Regions from separate parts of the Mus musculus genome. Here region 1 is linked to region 2. Evidence: chromatin contacts called from public promoter capture Hi-C data. All regions are on one chromosome and are shown on one strand. Each heading gives the region's core, a stretch centred on a gene start, on an enhancer-like site or on the middle of the called end of the contact. The rest is flanking DNA. Distances are from core to core; before and after follow the strand shown. Region 1 holds the start of 1110046J04Rik (RIKEN cDNA 1110046J04 gene). Region 2 holds the start of Serpinb9 (serine (or cysteine) peptidase inhibitor, clade B, member 9).

What was found. Promoter capture Hi-C pulls out the DNA fragments that hold promoters and counts their contacts.
Region 1: a promoter capture Hi-C map of hippocampal neurons shows a contact between it and region 2, with 6 times the contacts expected there. The contact joins the promoter of 1110046J04Rik here to the promoter of Serpinb9 in region 2. A contact is called at or near these places in 6 of 39 promoter capture datasets (the 3T3-L1 cell line, cranial neural crest, embryonic stem cells and 3 more) and 4 of 115 datasets of contacts at active chromatin or transcription factors (embryonic stem cells, large pre-B cells and pancreatic cancer cells).

Annotation. Positions count from the first base shown.
Region 1 is chr13:33,934,548-33,937,456 of GRCm38.p6, forward strand. It overlaps 1110046J04Rik (RIKEN cDNA 1110046J04 gene), which reads left to right and starts at 1,485. Exons shown (of 5, transcript NR_040707.1): 1 at 1,485-1,550. Serpinb6a (serine (or cysteine) peptidase inhibitor, clade B, member 6a) reads right to left here and starts at 1,536. Exons shown (of 7, transcript NM_009254.3): 1 at 1,375-1,536.
Region 2 is chr13:33,003,124-33,005,839 of GRCm38.p6, forward strand. Serpinb9 (serine (or cysteine) peptidase inhibitor, clade B, member 9) reads left to right here and starts at 1,418. Exons shown (of 7, transcript NM_009256.3): 1 at 1,418-1,572. Gm36181 (a long non-coding RNA gene) reads right to left here and starts at 2,684. Exons shown (of 3, transcript XR_382177.2): 1 at 2,472-2,684.

The DNA.
Region 1 (2,909 bases), core at 235-2,734, 930 kb after region 2:
GCTCAAACTCTCATTTCTCTGCGTCAGCCTCCTGGGTCCTGGGATTACAGGTATACAGCAACACATCTCAGTTCTCCTTCAATGTTTTCTATCAGATTTTGATTTCTGCTTCATGTTGACTAAAAGTAAAATCCATGTATGAGATGGTATGGGGAGACATGCAGGTATAGGAAGCCAAATAAACTTGGTATATGGAGCCAAGAGTGCCCCAAACACACCCTTTCTGCGTGATGACACAAGCCATATCGGATACAATTACTCAGAGCAGCCTTGAAACACTAGGACACACCCCATGTAAACGGATAACAGCAATCATCCCACAAGCCCCAGCGCCACAGTCCCTGATCACACATACTTTTACCCAAGGTTACTTGATATATTAGATCCAACACCCAACTCCTAAGCCACTGGAGGAAGGAAATGAGCAGCCTCTGGAAAAGACCTATTACAATCAATTGCCTCCCAAGCAGTCAGAAAAATAAGTGCCAAACCTCGCCCAGTTTTCCCTCACTCAGTGTTTCTGACACCATATGAATACTAGCTGTCCATATTTCTGATCCTAATGTGGAGAAAAGACCTAACCTAACGGGAGGAAAGGAGGAAGACCAGGCATGTATCTCAGTAGGAAAGAACTTGCTCAGCATTACAAGGCTCTGGGTCCATCAAAAAGAGGAGGGAGGAAAAAACAAGTTCACATGCCAAGTGCTTCTGGCACAGAAACTGTCAAAAACTTTGCCCATGATTTTCTCCTAACCTGACAGATATCAAATTTGTGAGTTTAGTAGGAGGGAAAACAAACAAACAAACAAACAAACAAAACCCAAAGATCTGGAATTGTTTCTCACAAGTATTTATGTTTGTGGGCCTCCGGGGTGCTTAAGATTTGTCACAAACTTCCCAGCACAGCCTGGGCAGCGCCCCTGGGAGATTCAGGCACACTGGACAGGAAAGGGTCTGAGCACCCAGCCCTTGGTCTCTCTCCCCCACCTCCCAGATCCCAACGCCCGTCCTAGTGCGTCACCAGCCTGCGTCTCTGGAGTCTCCAGGTTCACTCCGGATCGAAGGACATACGTGATCACCTGTAGCCCCGGGGCCCCGCGCAGCAGCCAGGCCGGCTCCGCGCAGCCCCCATCCCTCGCTAGCCGTCGCCTCCAAGGACTCTGGCAGATCTGGGAGGGCGGCGATGTCACCAGATGGCTGGGATCACAAGGCGACTCACTTGGCTGCGTCACGGCCCGCTGAAGCCGCTGTGCAGCAGAGGGAACCCGAGTCAGGTCCACAGGGCTCTCGCCGCGCGCCACACCCGCCTGCGTCCCCAGCTCCCCACCCCCACCCCGCCACCCCACCCCCGCCTCAGCCCACCGAAGAGCATACCCTAGATTCTCCTAGATTCTCGATTTCCGGACTGGTAGCAAGCAGAGAAGAGATGAGGAGGCCCCAACCGCGCCCGAGGCCTTAAATACTTATGGGGGGCGGAGAGTCGGGAGGAGTCTGAAGGCCAGGGTGCGGCCGCTCCCGAGTAGGAAAAGGAAGAGAGTAAGTAAGGCCAGGTGAGTGCCTGCGGACCCACAATCTAGCCTATCCTCTGGCTCTTGGCCACTTTGCCTCAGATTGGGCAGCTGATCTTTCTGGTACTTTCTGGATGCTTTGGCTACCTCCACTTAGCGATGCCAGAAGTGTGCCAGCACTTAGTGGATGGACATACTTGTGACAAAGCAGATCATAAGTTTAAAGTGAGAAAGGAAGAAAAGACTTTTAACTACTGGGGCTGGAGGTAGAGATCTTATTCAGCAGGCACAGAAAAATAAAGAAAGGTGGTCAGTGCCTGTGTCCCAGTGTAGCCTTCTCAGCTTTGGGTAAGCCTTTCCCAGCCATGAAAAGGATGAGCAGTATTCCCAGCCTTCAGCAGGCTAAACAGACCTTATCAACCTGGACACAGACATCTGTCTTGGCTGCAATTGCAGGTACCCATGGGAACTTTAAGGTTTTTGCGCTGACCTTGCTGCTACAACATACTCAAGCTGAAGAAGTGGATGGATTTTGTGGGTTTTTTTTTTCCTTTATAAACACAAAGCTTATTATCAAACTTTGAGCCTTGATCAGAACCTTTGTCTTAGCTTCATCCTTCTCTCACCCCTTTACCTTATTTCTAGCCCCCGTTTCAGGTAAACCCAGTTCAACCATGGCTGCTAGATGGCTACAGATGGACTTGAAAACTGGGGTGGGGGTGAAGGGGGGACTACTGAGAAGTGCTGTCTTGGGTGGAGCGCCACAGAAAACAGAAGAAAAGTGAAAGTATCCATGAAGCACTGTAAGCAACATGCAGCATTAATGCTAGTGCTAGCCATAAATTTTATTTTTTGAAACTGCTGCTGTAAAAAAGTGCTTTCAGGAGGATACAGGCTAGGCTGAAGAAGTGTTGGCCCGACATGGGCTTCGCCTAAGGTGTGGCTGCATAATGGGGCGAGGGAATTCTAAATAGGCATTTGTCCACAGCCAGGAGCTGCTCCAGGTGAAAGGAGTAGGATTTAAAATAAAATAAAAAGAGTAAAAAACAAAAAACAACAACAACCAAAACAGATGTTAGAAAAATTCTTAGCTCAAGTACATTTATGTTGTCCTTAATTCCCAGAAATAGGAATGGTAAATATATAAGTAAAAGAATTAGTCACGTTGAAGAGAAATTGGGAAAGTTAGAAAAGCAGGGCGCTGGAGAACAACTATCGGTAGCTACCACTGTGCCTCTTCTCTCTTTGGCAGAATTCCCAGAAGGAGATAAAGAGTGAGGCCTTGAACACGAGAGAGAGAAAAAGAGAATAGGTTTCAGAAATGGAGTTGTCCCCTGTCCAGGACGCTTTAGCACAAGAGAAGGAAAATAGATATAAGATATTTCAGAGCTCTCCTAGGGA
Region 2 (2,716 bases), core at 168-2,667:
AAAAAAAAAAAGATACAAGGACAAAGAGGAAGATAGCAGTGGGCCAGCTGCTTCAGTGACGTGGGATCAGGGGGAAAGTGACCCCAAGAACAAAAGTTAAGACAGGAGGTGGTCAGACTGGCTGTTGATCAAAGGAGAGAAAATACGGTAACCTAAAGGGACAGGAGGTTGGATCTCCTCCTGCTGGTGGAGGACAGAGGGTGAGGAAGCAGATGTTGCAGGTAAGGAAGCCAAACCTTGCCTCAAGCAAGATGATCAAGAAAGCCAGGAGCTAAAGGTCCTGCAGCTGCTGTCACTTCCTGCTGGGTCAGGGGTTAGAGGAGAGTGGTGTGAGGAGATTCTTGTGGAAAATGGAGCTGAGAGGATGAGCACCTTGGAGAAGCCAAAAAGCAACACAGCAAGCTTCAGGGAAGAAGAGATTGGAGAAAAGCCATGAGCCACAAGGAGAACACGTGGGAAAGAAAGCTTTCTAGATTGAGTATACCACAGGGTTTAAAATTGAATGGACTCTCAAGGTTAGCAAAATGGGTGACTCATCCTATAGACAGGGTGAGCCTCTCCTGTGTCTGAGAAGTCTTCCTAATGTTCTTTCCTGTTTCCCACCAAGGCTTCCTATGTTGAAGTTCTACTTATGCGTTTGGCCTCGTATAGTTTCATTCTTTGTCATTTTAAAAGCTTGTCCTTAAATAACTGAACAAAGAAATACTGAATCTCTATTAACTACAAAGGAGAATGAGGTTTTCTCAGCAACTTTGTAAGATGTAGCATCTGAGAGCCACCAAAGCCACACATGAGGCTACTGCTGAGTCACTGCAGCCATGCTCGTCTTGAGAGCCCTGCATGCTTAGGTGTGTCTCATTCTCTCTTTTCCTACTTTTCTTCCCTTTCTGTATTACTTTTTAAAAATATATTTGTGTTTGCTTCTCAATAAATCCAACTCCATCTCATACGATCTCTTTCAGAAATTTCTTTCTCTGGCAAAGTCAAGAATGGTGGTTTCACTTGAGTTGAGTTTTTTTTTTTTTTTTTTTTTTTTAAACATATTCCAATGCCCACAGCTCACATCGTGTGGCAAGCCTGTCGCCTGTGCCCCGGTCACTGCCACCTTGAACACTTAAGGCTGAGCCTCAGAAACATCTGTTTAGCAAAAGACCACACACATGATTGCATACTCTGTTTAAACAAAGTGCTCATGACTGGTTAAAAAAGCCAGAAAATGGGTTAGTGTTTGCCAGGAGAGGAGGCTGGGTGTGTGGAAATGGATTTAGACACGGGGCACCCTTCACATCTACCACTTGCCACCCCGCAGGCCCAGAGTTTTATTAAAATCCCTGACATTCTCCCTTGGTGCACAGCGAAAACTCCTGCTACTTTCACTTTCTCTAAGGACCCAGTTTTTTCCCAACCCCCACTCATCCTCTTCCTGCTGTGGTCGCCAGAGCCAGAAGCAGCCTGTCTCCCCGCCCCTGAGCAGGAGCACAAAACCAGAAGTCCCTGCCTTGTACAGGCAGCTCTGAAAGCCTACTGGGAGCATCAAGGCTGCAAACGCTGGATTGAGAAGCCGCAACTGTGGTAGGTGCGGGCATCTGGCTCGGGGTGGCGCTGTGGGACCCGCAGAGGTCATGTTTACAAGGCATAGGCTGAGTCCAGGAGGGAAAACAAGACTGCTTAGTTAGGGAAAGAGACAGCTGGGAGGTAATGTCTGATGAGCTTTTTAAATGGTGACTCCTTTAGGATCTCCAGCTGGCCAATGGCAGAGATGCAGATCTTAGGGCTGGTTTCTAAGCTGTGTTGGCTCCTCCTGAGCCAGGCCTGGGGACTGCAGGATATTGGCGGCCTCTCCACTGGTATCTTTTTATGCTTTCTATCAGTCCTTACCACCTAGGCAATTTGAAAGCCTCTGTCTTCTCCCTGTGGATCTTGCAAAGTAATCCCTCTCTTACTTCCGGACCCTTTAAACATCTGGGGTCTCTGGTACAAATTTGAGCACTGCTCATTCTCATTTATAAAATAATTCACTCCATGCTGACAGTGATCATATCTTTGATAACTTTATCTGAGAAATCAAATACCCCTTTATTTGAGTATGCTTACTATTAGAGTGCCAGACATCCCCCTTACCTTCAGAGAGCTCCAGAATATGGAGTAGAAAGGACAGCAATCAGTAAGAGAAAGGTGACACTTAAGAGAAAGGTGACACTTAAGAGCAGACCTGGGGTGGGGAAGCTGCACTAGGGAAGGAGAGCAGAGGCCCTGAGGCTGTCCTGTTCCAATGAAGTTGGGAAAGGGGAGTAGTTTGAACTCAGTGACAGGGATGGGGTAGGGAATGTTCTAGGTGAAATAAACTGCACTTCAAGGACTCAGAAGCAACTTTAAAGTGACATAAGGGCAGGAATGCAGGAGAAGGGGGCAAGCTGGGTTAGATGAGAGGACTAGCCAGAGAGTAAGTCTTTGAAATAAAGCAGCCCCACCTTTCCTCCAGAGCCCTGGAAGTCATAAGGGGAGGAGCCAGAGGATCCGAGTACACTCTCAGGTTGCTGTGTCCCTCTGTCTGAGGAATGGGAAGAAGTGTGGTTTGAGTGTTCTGATGCTCCCTAGGCTATGTGATCTGCATGTTAACTCAGTAGGAAGCACTCTGAACATATGTGAGGGTTCAAAGGTGAACCCTGGAACAGTGAGAGCACAGCCATGGGATGCACAGGGACTCAGAACTGGG